Regions from separate parts of the Callithrix jacchus genome. Here region 1 is linked to region 2. Evidence: chromatin contacts called from public Hi-C data. All regions are on one chromosome and are shown on one strand. The core of a region is the stretch at or near the end of the contact, and the rest is flanking DNA. Distances in the headings are between cores, read along the strand shown. Region 1 has its middle 67 kb from the start of THY1. Region 2 holds the start of USP2 (ubiquitin specific peptidase 2).

Evidence for each region. A called contact is a pair of places that touch in the nucleus more often than the background predicts.
Region 1: a Hi-C map of skeletal muscle shows a contact between it and region 2, with 2.8 times the contacts expected there. The contact joins the enhancer-like site here to the promoter of USP2 in region 2. A contact is called at or near these places in 2 of 3 Hi-C or Micro-C datasets (induced pluripotent stem cells and skeletal muscle).

Annotation. Positions count from the first base shown.
Region 1 is chr10:19,127,581-19,134,193 of calJac240_pri, reverse strand. No RefSeq gene overlaps it. Among named protein-coding and RNA genes, the nearest start is that of THY1, 67 kb to the right of the region's middle. Within about 2 kb of position 2,298, at least 2 of the 16 cell types and tissues checked have an H3K27ac peak or open chromatin away from gene starts, as enhancers often do. A contact at or near this core is called in skeletal muscle, where this site is marked.
Region 2 is chr10:19,031,490-19,037,934 of calJac240_pri, reverse strand. It overlaps USP2 (ubiquitin specific peptidase 2), which reads left to right and starts at 4,370. Exons shown (of 14, transcript XM_078339696.1): 1 at 4,370-4,552; 2 at 5,304-5,558. All of the region lies in intron 1 of LOC128929085 (a long non-coding RNA gene), which reads right to left.

The sequences.
Region 1 (6,613 bases), core at 1,049-3,548, 98 kb before region 2:
ACAACACTTGGCTAATTTTTAAATCTTTTGTAGGGACAGGATCTCATTATATTGCTCAGGCTGGTCTTGAACTCCTGTGCTCAAGCCATCCTCCCGCCTCGACCTCCCAAAGTGCTGGGATTACAGACATAAGCCACCAGAGGCAACTTGGTCAAACCTCCAAAGGCCACTTTCCATCCCCGCCAACCACGTCTTCCTGGAGGCAGAGACACTTGTTCCCTGCCTTCCTTCCCGACACCACCATCATGCACTTGCACACACATACATGCACTCACAAACGCACATGCACACACATGCACTTGCACACTCACATGCATGCACACACACATGAACACATGCAGGCAGCTTGGACTACACTCGCTCAGGTTCCTCCTCCCCTCAACACACTGTGCCCACCCTGCTCCAGGAGAGGGTGCCCCCTCCTCCCACCTGCAGCCCCCGATTTCTCCCCCAGCTTCTCTAGTTCCAGCACCTCCACTGTGGGAATTAGAAAAGTTCCTTTTTAAAGTTTCCTTTCTTGTTAAAGAATAAGTGCACCAATAACTTTGTTAAGCCTCATCCTATGTAGCTGTTAGACATGCCATGCTTACAAGCACAAAGTACATTCTGTGTCCTTGTACTTTAACCAAAATGTCTGTGCTGGATGTGCTCACAGGCATGTCCCAGCTCTCCATTGCTTTTACCTGTTTAGGAAAGTTTTAAGTTGTTAGCCAATCGGGTTTTAGTTTAGATTGTGAGGTCCAGCTCTAGCCAACGGAGATCAGACACAGCAGTAAGGACAACCCCAAACGCGTAAGGGATAATCATGTCTGTTTTCCTTTATTCGTTGTATTCTTATAGCAAGATGGCTAGTGAGGGTACCCTTCCTGCAGTGCAGGAAGTAAACATTGCATTGCTGAAAGATCCCTTGTCTCAGCACTAATTTTTCTTTGCCGCAACAAGCATCTGTTTCCAACATCCATCCTGCCATCCCCCAGGCTGAGGAGCCAACCTTGGCATGGGAGCACTGTCTTTGACCCATTTGTGGCCCTGCACTCCCGTCGTTGGCCTCATCTCCCCATTGGTAAACGGAAGTGGGTGGATCATGAGATGACCTCCGAGGTTTCTTCCAGTTCACAGCACCACTGACTGGGAGGCCTCAGCAAAAATTTCCTCACAGTTCCGGAGGCTGGAAGTCAATCCGACATCAAGGTGTCCACGTGGCTGGCTTCTTCTGAGGCCTTGCTCCTCACCTTGCAGACAGCACTTTCCCCTGCACCTTCACTCAGGCTTTCCCCTGAGCAAATCTACACCCTCATTTCCTCTTCTGCAAGGAACACTGGTCAGATTGGATTAGGGCCCACCCATATGGCCTCATGGTAACCTAATTACCTGGGCAAAGGCCCTGTCTGCAAATACAGGCCATTGTGGCACAACATGTTTTTGAACTTCATGAGTCCACATGAGACAGCAAGACCCACCCCTCCTTCTCCTCCACAGCCTACTCATCGTGAAGACAGGGAGGATGGAGACCTTTATGAGGGTCTACCTCCACTTAATGACTAACACGTTGATTTTCTTATGTTCCTCTTAACATTTTCTTTCATTTACTTTGCTGTAGAATACAGTACAATAAACATATAACGGGTAAATTAACTTTATGCCATTGGCAAGCAGGTGACAGTAGGCTATGAGTAGTTAAGTTTGAGGGGAGTCAAAAGTCATATGTGATTCTTGGCTATGAGGGGGTCAGTGCCCCTGGCCCCTTGTTGTTCAAGGGTTAACTGTACAATCACATTCTGATGTCCTGGGCAGGGGCTGGGACTTCAATATGTGAATTTTGCGAGGACACAATTCAGCCCAAGGCACTGGGGGAACAAAGTCCACACAAGAGCATGCTGAGTACTGCTGAGTATTTCTAAAGTACTGCCAGGTACAGCTGGGCACCCTGAGTCCTGCCAGGTACAGCTGGGCACCCTGAGTCCTGCCAGGTACAGCTGGGCACCCTGAGACCTGCCAGGTACAGCGGGGCACCCTGAGACCTGCCAGGTACAGCGGGGCACCCTGAGACCTGCCAGGTACAGCGGGGCACCCTGAGACCTGCCAGGAACAGCGGGGCACCCTGAGACCTGCCAGGTACAGCTGGGCACCCTGAGACCTGCTGAGTACAGCTGGGCACCCTGAGTCTTGCTGAGCATAACTGAGTACTGAGTCCTGCTGGGTACAGCTGAGTACTGTTCACTTTCAGAGTCTCTTCTCTCCTCCCCCGACCCCCTGCTGCCTCTGGTCATTTTTCAGAGTGCCACCATCCCTCTCACCTCCCTTAGTCCCTGTGAAATGGAAGACAGCCTGGGAGTGAGGGCGGAAAGGAGATGTGGGAGCACAGGGGAGGGGGAGGGAAGCACAGGGAGAACAGCCAGACCAGTTGCTGGAGAGGACACCCTCATGGGGCCATCTAGGGTTAAGGGTTTGCCTGGCAGGAGAAGCAGAGACAGAGAGGTAAGGGAGTCCAGAGCTCTAGCCAGAGAGTGGTGGAAATGTCACGATCAATGCAGACTAGAAAGCAAAGATGGAGAAGGTGAAACCAGAGGCATTCATGACACTAGAAGCCAGCAAACTGGGTGGGACCACAGGAATCACAGAGACGGAGAAAGCAGGACTGGCTGAGCCTCTGCAGGGAGGCGGGTGTTTCAGCACCTGGAGCCTCTGAACCTTCCCAGGCCTCTCAGAGGAGGAAGAGCCAGGGAAGGGCAGGGACAGCTGATGGGGGTGTCATCACAGCAGCCCCTCAGGTTCGGGTCTAGGAGCCTGAGTTACCAGGTGGGGCTGGTCTGACTGCTGGGAACAGGCTACCCCAGGCTAGCTGTGGACACAGAAGAGAGGCAGAGTCTGGTTGGGAGATCTCCCAAGGGAGGCTGGGTCGCCTGAAGTAGCAGGCATCAGAGAGTCTGGAGGGAGAGGGGCCAGGCAGGTGGGAGCCGGGGTCTCTGAGCTCTACAGGGGGCTACCTCCCAGGCAGGCCAGTGGAGAGGACCCCCAGAACACTCCATATCTAATTAGGTGGGTGCAGTATACAGATTTTCTAGAAGAAGTGCTCTCCCAAGCATTTCAAAGGCATGTGTGGCCTCAGAAAGGCTATGAGTCAGTGGCCAATTGACATTTGATATGCTTCGTTTAAATGCAGACAGAAGGCAGCCATCTTCAGGCTTGCGGGAAGGGTGTGGGCCCACTTTCCGGGAACATCTGCCAAGGCATGAGGGAAGATGCTGCCAGAAAGGAGTGCTGTGATGTTTCCCAGGCCAGCCCTGCCTCCTGGGCCCTGAGCACCTCCCCTTAGAGCTCCCCTCAGTCTGGAAATACCTGTGAGCCCTACTATGTGCTGACACGAGGCTGGGTGCTGATGCTATCCGGGAAGAGCAGCCTTGCCCAGGAGATGCTCGTGATTCTGGCATCCTCACCTGGCACCCACCAGGCGAGACACAGCTGGGGCTCCAGGCCTTTGCACACAGCCAGCACCCAGGCCTGGTCCAGATGAGGCAAAGCCCTAGCTCGTATCTTGGGAGGGGAGATGCAGTGTCTGGAAAGGGGTGACCTCAGGAGATGTCCTCAACTGAGTGTAGACTGCCATGCACATTTGCACCATCTTTACTTTTTGTGACAGAGAAATAATTCATTTTTTATTAAACTCACAGAAACATAATCTCTCGTTTTATAATTGAATTATGTGGAACCCACTTAGCACAAGATGACAGAGCTGAATCTTCGTATGTTTTTCTGTGCGCTTGGATCTCCCTGCCTCCCCCGTGTGTTGAGTTTCGTGGGGAAGGAGTCCAGTCTGGGCTGTGCAGCGCAGCAACCCAGGAACCTGCACAGTGCTTCCCACCAGATGGGAGCTTAGCCTGAGAAAATAAATAAAACACTCAAAAATCCAGGGACAAAGCCATGAATCTCCAAGTTTAACCTCCTCCTCCTCAGTTCAAGGGGAGACCCAGAGGCCAGAAAACAGCCACTGTGATCATGGCCTTCTGAGAAGCCCAAAGGGACAGACCGCGACCTCGTTCTAGAACATGCATCTCTTCAGCCCTCCCTCAGCCCTGGGGGAGCTGGCCTCACACCTCAGCCAAGGAGGCTTTGCTCTCTGCATGACCAGGAGGGCCGGGGTGGGTTGCTCCTTACCATGATTTATGAAAGAACAACTCCGGGAAGGAAGCCTTAATTGAGGACCTGCCAGGAAACTTTTTAAAAAATGTGTCATTGCGAAAAGATCCAAGATGGCCGATCGCTAACATCCCGGGACTGCAGCTCTCAGGGAAGGCGCGGAGAACTAGAGGACGCCACACTTTCAGACAAATTCTGGTCGCTCACGGAGCAGGAGATCCCCCAGTGGAGGAAACACACGGGTGGCCAGAGCGACTCTCGTGGCCGGTGCAGCGGTTCCGCCGGCACCTCGGCGCAGCAGCTCTCGGAGCAAAGTAAACAGGTTCGGAGGACCGGCCCGGGTCCCCAGCAGGACACCAGAGCCCGGCAGCGGCTGTGACGGCACCTCGGCGCGGGAGCGCTCGGCGCAGAGTAAACAGGACCGGTTCCCCTTCTGACCGAGGTTTGGAGCCCCGGGAAGGCAGAGTCGCCTACTACCGACACAAGAAGGAAGCCCGACAGGAGAATCCTGGGCAGAAAAGCACCATCAGTTTTAACGCCGCTGCTCTGGCCCTGGGAACTAACAACCTGGACGTCACTCAAGAGACCTAATCTGAAAGTTGGTAATTTCAAAGACGGCAGGAGGATAAATTTACAATGACGGGAAGAAACCAGCGTAAAAAAGCTGAGAATACTCAAAGTCAGAACGCCTCTCCCTCTAAAGATGATCACAGTTCCACATCAACAATGGAACAAGGCTTGATGGAGAACGAGCGCATCCCAATGACAGAATCACTCTTCAAGGAATGGATAATAAGAAACTTCAGTGAGTTAAAAGACCATGTTGTAGCCCAACGTAAAGAAACTAGGAACTTTGAAAAAAGGTTTGATGAAATCCTGTTGAGAATAGACAACTTAGAGAGGAGTATGAGTGAATTAATGGAACTAAAGAATACAATACAGGAACTCCGAGAAGTATGCACAGGTTTAAACACTCGAATTGTTCAAGCAGAAGAAGGGATATCAGAGGTCAAAGTCCAACTTAATGAAATAAAACGTGAAGAAAAGATCAGAGAAAAAAGGATAAAAAGGAATGAGCAAAGTCTCCAAGAAATGTGGGACTATGTGAAAAGACCAAATTTACGTTTGATAGGTGTACCTGAATGCGACGGAGAGAATGAATCCAAGCTGGAAAATACCCTTCAGGATATTATTCAGGAAAATTTTCCTAACCTAGCAAAGCAGGTCAACATTCAACCCCAGGTAATACAGAGAACACCACAAAGATATTCCTCAAGAAGAGCAACCCCAAGGCACATAATCGTTAGATTCACCAGGGTTGAAACGAAGGAGAAGATACTAAGGGCAGCCAGAGAGAAAGGTCATGTTACCCACAAAGGCAAGCTTATCAGACTTACAGCAGATCTCTCGGCAGAAACTCTACAGGCCAGAAGAGAGTGGGGGCCAATATTCAACATTCTCAAAGAACAGAACCTTCAGCCCAGAATTTCATATCCAGCCAAACTAAGCTTCACAACTGAAGGAAAAATAAAATCTTTTATGAACAAGCAAGAACTCAGAGATTTTATTACCACCAGGCCTGCTTTACAAGAGCTTCTGAAAGAAGCATTACACACAGAAAGAAACAACCAGTATTAGCCTTTCTAAAAATACACCAAAAAGTAAAGAGCACCAACATAAAGAAGAATTTACACCAACGAATGGATAAAACTGCCAGTCAACATCAAATGGCAGTAACCTTAAATTTAAATTGACTAAATCCCCCAATCAAAAGACACAGCCATAACCCAATGGCATTTTACATCCAGACCTGTTTCACATGCAAGGATACACAAAGACTCAAAGGGATGGAGAAAGATTTACCAACCAAATGGAGAGCAAAAATAAATAATAAATAAATAAAAAGCAGGAGTTGCAATTCTTGTATCGGATAAAATAGATTTTAAAGCAACAAAGATATAGTGGTAAAAGGATCAATGCAACAACAAGAGCTAACGATCCTGACACCCAGATACGAGACTTAGATTCAATGAGACAGAAAATTAATAAGGATATCAAGGACTCGAACTCAGATCCAGAACAAGTAAACTTAATAAATATTCATAGAGCTCTCCACTTCAAATACACAAAATATACATTCTTGTCAATACCACATCACACCTACCCATAAGTTTAAATGAAACATTGATTGGCCATTATTAATACTCAATTTTTTTCAAAATAAAGCAATATTTCCATTTACTCTCCCTCTTTCTCTTCCTCTTTCTTCCTCTCCTTTACTTATTTTTTTTTTTTCTTTCCTTCTCTCAAAAAAAAAAGAAATCAACTTGTAAACCTCTAGATCCAGGTCGGCAATGTCTCTCTCATTGCTTGATTTCCTTCCTTCCCTTCCCTCCCACCCCACCTCCCTCCCCGCTTCCTCCCTTCCTTCCTTCCTTCCTTCATCCCTTCCTTCCTCCCTACCATCCTTCTTCCC
Region 2 (6,445 bases), core at 3,121-5,620:
GCCTGGGCAACAAGAGCAAAACTCCGAATCAAAAGAAAAAAAAGTTTTCTTGAGCTTACTTCTCTTTTTAGCTCTGACCCAATTTCTCTCCTTCCTTTACAACAAAACTGCTCCGAAGAGTTGCCTATATTCTTTCCATTCCTCTCCTTCCATTCTTTCTTAAACTCATTCAAAATCCAACTTTTTACCCCCGACACTCCACCAAAACCATTTTGTCAAGGTCACCAATGACTTTGAATCAATTCTCTTTGCTCTATATACCTTCCAGCGTGGGGGCAAGAGAGGGACAAAACATAAAACAAAAACACAAAAATCCATCAATCAGTTCTCAAACTGATCTTAATTTATGGGCCACATTTCATGCAATTGACCTTTCCCTCCTCCTTCATAAGTTTACTTCTCTTGGCCTTCAGCATACCATCACCTCCTGGGGGTTTTTCCTCACTTCACTGGCCCTATGCCTCTGTCTCTGATGGTTCCAACTGATCTCAAACTCATATTGAAAAGCTCCAGGATTCAGTCTTTGAACTTCTTTTCTATCTACACATATTCCCTTGGTAATTATTCTAATCTCATGGCTTTAAATAACTTCCATATGGGCTGGGCATTGTGGCACATGCCTGTAATCTCAGCACTTTGGGAGGCCGGAGTGGATGGATCACCAGGTCAAGAGATCAAGACCATCCTGGCCAACATGGTGAAACCCCGTCTCTACTAAAAATACGAAAATTAGGTGTGGTAGCATGCACCTATAATACCACCTACTAGGGAGGCTAAGGCAGGAGAATTGCTTGAACCAGGGAGGCAAAGTTTGCAGTGAGCTGAGATCGTGCCACTGTACTCTAGCCTGGCGACAGAGTGAGACTTCACAAAAAACAAATAAATAAATAACTTCCACAAGCTGATGATTCTCAATCTTTTATCACCAGCCCAGACCACAAACGTGCACATCCAGCTGCTTTCTTGACATCTCTATTTGGATGCCTAATAGACATATGATTTTCTTTTTTTTTTTTTTTCTTTTTTCTTTTTTTTAAGATGGTGTCTCCCTCTGTCGCCCAGGCTGGAGTACAGTGGTGCCATCTCTGCTCACTACAATCTCCACCTCTCGGGTTCAAGTGATACTCTTCCCCTTCTAAGTTAAAGTTCCAGTGAAAAATTCCTCCCTCCTCCCCACACTGCCATATCCATCAGAAAATCGTATTAGTCCACATTCAAAATAATTCCAAAATCCACCACTTTGCATTACCTCTCCTGCTGCCATGCTAACCAGACGCATGCAATGACCTCCTAAATGGTCTCCCGCTTTTGCTCTCTTCAGATCTGTTCTCTCTACAGTAGCAAAAGGCATTTTGTTAAAACAAAAATCAGATCTGTGTCCCTCCTCTGCTCAAAACAAGCTTATCCAACCCAAAGTCCGTGCGCCATATGTGGCCCAGGACAGCTTTGAATGTGGCCCAACGCAAATTTGTAAACTTTCTTAAAACATTATGAGGTTTTCTTGTGATTTTTAAAGCTCATCAGCTATCTTTAGTGTTAGTGTATTTTATGTGTAGCCCAAGACAATAATTCTTCCACCATGACCCAGAGAAGCCAAAAGATTGGACACCCCTGTTTTGAAATCTTCCAATAGCTTCATAAAAGCTTGTAGGGTGGAGATCCCATAAGCACAGAGGCTGGAGCAAAAGGCCTCAGCCTATTTCCATATAAATAATGAAGAAGAAAGTAACTAGAAAAAAAAAAAGTAACTAGAAATATAACTGTAGTAGTTATCAGTTATTCATATGTGATCTTAATTCTTTTACTAATGCCTCTCAGGTTGGAAGTGTGAACCAGGGGTGACATTGTGAAATGAATGGCACTAAGGCAAGATGCTTTAAGCCCTCTGTCACGCCTGAATAAGGGCTGCTGGAGGGCACCTCGGCTGTGCGGCAGTGCCAGCGCTGTGAAAGCACCCACTGTCTAGCCAGCTAGGGGAGGAGATGTCCAAAGTGGCTGAGACATCTCCTTCCTGGGGAAGTCAGGAGAAAACTGCTTCTCCAAGCTCTTGTGGTAAGGCCTGACAGCTGTCAGGGAGTCCTGCAGACATCCAGGGGCTTAACTGTCTCTATGATGCTGTGCTTCAGCAGTCACGTTCCATGTCTACTCTCATGCTCCCTTCTGCAGCTGCTTCCTTTTTTCTTAGAAAAGCTAATCAGTAATAGTAATAGTAATACAAATCTTAATGTTTTAGTTCTTTCTTGATAAGTATGGAAAAGGTGCTGATGCATCATGCTCCTTACCTCACTTTGGGTGCCAGAAATTCCTGAGCCCCTACCTGAATGACCGGTGATGTACTTGACCCTATCACTGCTGCTCCCTATCTACCCTGCCCCCAGTCCCTGACCACCAAGGCCATGCCCTACCTACCCTGCCCCCGGATTTGCAATTTAATAAAAGTGAGAGCATCCTGTCCCGGCATTCGGCATTCGGCATTTGGGGCCACTGCTCCACGATTTGGGTAGCAGTGGACCCTGGAGCCCAAACTCTCTTTTCTCTATCTCTGTCTTGTGTCTTTTATTTCTACGATTTCTCATCTCCGCACCAGACAGGAGGGGCTCACAGAACCCTGTAGGGCTGGACCCTACAAAAGCCAGAGTCCTCAGAATGGCCTTGGGGCCCTACAAGCTAGATCATTCCCTTACCTCTCTGATCGAATCTCCCACTCTTCCCCTGTCTTTCTCTTCACTCCAGCCACGTTGACCTTGTTCTTCCTCGAAAGTGGCAGGTTGCTCCCACCTCAGGACCTTTGTTTTTACTCTTCCCTCTGCCTAGAACTTCTTTTTCTACATTTATGTGTGGTTCATGCCTAGCTTCCCTCAGGTCGCTTGAATGTTACCTTCTCTGAAGACACCTCCTCCTTGCTTAATGTGCCCCCATAGCTCTTAGCACCATCTAAGGTATTACATACTCTACTTATTTATTGTCCTGCTTCTACTAGAATGTAAGCTCCCTGAGGGCAGGGATTGTTCCTGTTTTGTTCCCTGCTATATCCCCACTTTCTAGAAGAGTGACTGGCATGTCCAATATCGATCTGTAAAATGAAATGATGAAATGAGGGCCCTAAGGAAATATAACATGGTAAAACTCCGTCTCCCGTCTCTACTAAATACAAAAAAATTAGCTGGGGCTAGGCACAGTGGTTCATGCCTGTAATCCCAGTACTTTGGGGTTGCCAAGTCAGGTGGATCACCTGAGGTCAGGAGTTCAAGATCAGCCTGACCGACATGGTGAAAACCCATCTCTACTAAAATTACAAAAATTAGCCAGGTGTGGTGGTGAGGGCCTGTAATCCCAGCTACTTGGGAGGCTGAGGCAGGAGAATCACTCGAACCCGGAGGTTGCAGTAAGCCGAGATTGCGCCATTGCACTCCAGCCTGGATCTTAGGCAACAAGAATGACAATCTGTCTCAAACAAAAAAAAAACGGTTGAAATCAAGAAGGGAATGATGGTCCTGGATAATAATAGGGGTGCCTCTTTCACTGCTCCTGGTAAGAATGGAGTCAGACATGTTCGTAGGTAGAAATTTAAGTATTCCCCTCCTGATCGAGTCTGATTTCTCCGGGAAATAGAAGAGAAGGAAGGACTTGAGGAGAGTAGCGATGGAGAGAGAGCTCTATTGTGAAGATGGAAGGAGTTAAGGGCACCCGCAAGGACTGATGGAATAGCTGAAGTTGAAAACCTGATTTGCCTTTGTACCCACCTACCTGGTGGGGCGGTTTTCCTCATCAACATCGGGGAAGTGGAGATAAAATTACATAAAATGAATGGGAGTGGCAAAAATTCAAATTTTGTCTCGGCTTTTTCTTCAAAGACCAAAGAGAATTCCTTCCATCGACTCAGTGCCTTCGTGTACCCATTCAGGCACTCATCACTAATTCCTGGTCTCGCGGAAGTAAAATGAGCGGAGAGTATCTTTGAGAGTTGAGAAAAAAAAGAAGAGGCTGAGGAAAGGGACCTCCCCCAGCCCGGTGAGAAGGGGAGTAGGAGACGTTTAGCCTTCCCTAAAAACTGTAAGTTGATAGGCCCCGGCTCAAGTTCCGAGCCTTCTTCCATGACCCCTCTCCTTTCCCAATAGCTTCCAGCTGCCCCGTCGTGTGACATTCCAGTCCACCTCTGTTCCTGCTCCACCCGCTCCAAACTCGCGTGCTGTTCCTCCACGTGGTTCTCTGTGTATATCGGTTGCCTGGGAGACCCCAGCCGGGCCGGGTTGTAGTGACACCATAATAGGAACAAGCCAATACCCGTGACGCGTCTCAGTGACGCGAGACGCGGGGTGTGGCTCTGCCGGCTCAGGAATGATGAGGCGGCTGTCCGCTGGGTGGCGCCGATTTCCCGCGGAGGTCCCTTCTGGGCCCCCGGCTGAGGTGGGGGAGAGACAGGCAGGAGCAGAGGCCGGGGAGTCCTCTGCGTCAGCTGCTGCTCACTGCGCCTTGCCAGCGCCAGCCGGGTCTCACCAGCAGCTCCATGCTTGTGCCCGGTTCGACTCGTCCATCCTCCAATAAGAGGCAGGTAAGTGCCACCTGTCGGGGATCCGGGAGGGAGGATTCGGGGATCAGTGCCGGTTTGGGGCTCAGAAAGTAAGGTGTCCATGACAGCCTGGGCAGAATGGGCACTAGAAATACAGGGCGAGAGTCGGCTGTGCAGGGGCGCTCCAGCTGTGGCTGCCAATTGTGTGGGGGCTGCCTGCTGAAACCCAGGGTGCCAGGAAGAGCCATCTGTGTGCTGATCAGTGTATTCTAAGGAAATGCTGCCTCGGCGGGTCCTCCTTGCTGTGCCCTGTGTATATCGGTGGTCTGTGGCCCGAGAGTGACACGGACAAACCCCCTCCCCACGTGTGCTTGCAGCTCACTCGCTGCTCTTAAAGCTCCCGGGGCTGTAGCTTGTCAGATCGTCAAAGGGGGTTGGGGGCTGGTGGGGGGCAACAATTAAGCGGAAGGCAAGATTTTCCACCAATCCCAAACCAGAAAGAGGCAGCTTTGAAATTCTCACCAATCCCAAACCAGAAGCAGGCACGCGGTGCACCGAAGAGAGCAACTTCTTAACAGTCAAGGAAAGCCCTAGCCAACCCATTCTAGCCCTTCCCTGAAGAGTGAACGTCCTGACCGGGCTGCTTTTAGAATGGGACTGAGCTGGAAGTAGTGCTGCTCACCTCCCCTGGAACGAACATGGGAACATCCCCCAGATGGACCCCTGTAAAGCGGAGGAAAGGAGAGCTGATTGGGCTAAGGTCGAGGCAGGCCCCCCTCTTTTGATGCTGCAGATGCACGTCAGACTGAAGTCAGAATGAGGACTGGAATGAGGTGCATCATCAGGACCTGGGCTGAGTCAGTAGCCTGTGCTAAGACAGGGTGGAGGCACCAGCCTGGGTACTCCCAGTCCTCAGGGAGAGCCACTGAGAAACGTCCTGAGAGCAGACAAGTGCACCAAGGCCAGAGAGGCTAAGAACGCTGTTCCTTCCTCTTGTGACCCCACCCAGCCCGGCTCTGTGACCCTGGAATCCTAAGCCCTCGCACAGGTAGAGTGGAACCACCCCGGAGGGGCCAGGCATTCTCCTGGTGGCCCGGGGGAAGCTGCGCTTGCTGTATTTTTCTAGGCAAAGGGGGAAGAAGCCCAAATGGGCTTGGCCTTTCTCTGCTTGGTGGACTGGACATCTAGGAAGATGGCAAGCCTTGTTTGCCCTTCCCAGTTATGGGACATGGTCAGTTCAGAAAACCATGGAACTGTTCTCTGGCATTAGAAAGGAACACTTCCCCAGATGTAACCTTCCTTTTCTCCCTAGGAAGGTTCACCTGGTAAGGTACTATTACTAATAATACCATTAATTATAATAATAAGTGGAAGTATTCAATATCATCATCATCATTTATTGAACTCTTATGATGTGCCAGGAAATTTACAAATATTATTTTATTTAATCCTCACAATATAGACCATTATTAAATTCCTGTTTTGCAGATTCATAGCTAAGGTTTAGAGAACGTAAGTGACTTCTTCACTATTTCAGAGCCAATAAAGGAAAGAACTAGCATCCAAGCCCAGGCCTAGAAGTCCATTAGAAAAGGATATTGGACTGAAACCTGAGTACAGTCCCCTTTCTGCTTCTCACTATCTGTACATGCCCTTGAGCAAGCTGCTTGCTTTCTCTAGGTCTACTCTGTTTCAAAATTAGAGTGGGATTAGCGGTATGGCTTCTTCCTGTCTCTAATTCTGTGACTGACTGCTCCAGAAAATCCACTTTCTCTGTATTTTTGCCTCAAGTTCTACCCCCACCCCTCCACGATCTTCTCAGTCCTCTGTCTCCTCTTGAATCTCCGGATTGTTCCCCTTCAAAACACCCCCCTTCCAAGAGTCCTCACAGACCTCCTTGGCTGGCACTGGCCCGAAAGGGCAGCCCCTCCAGGG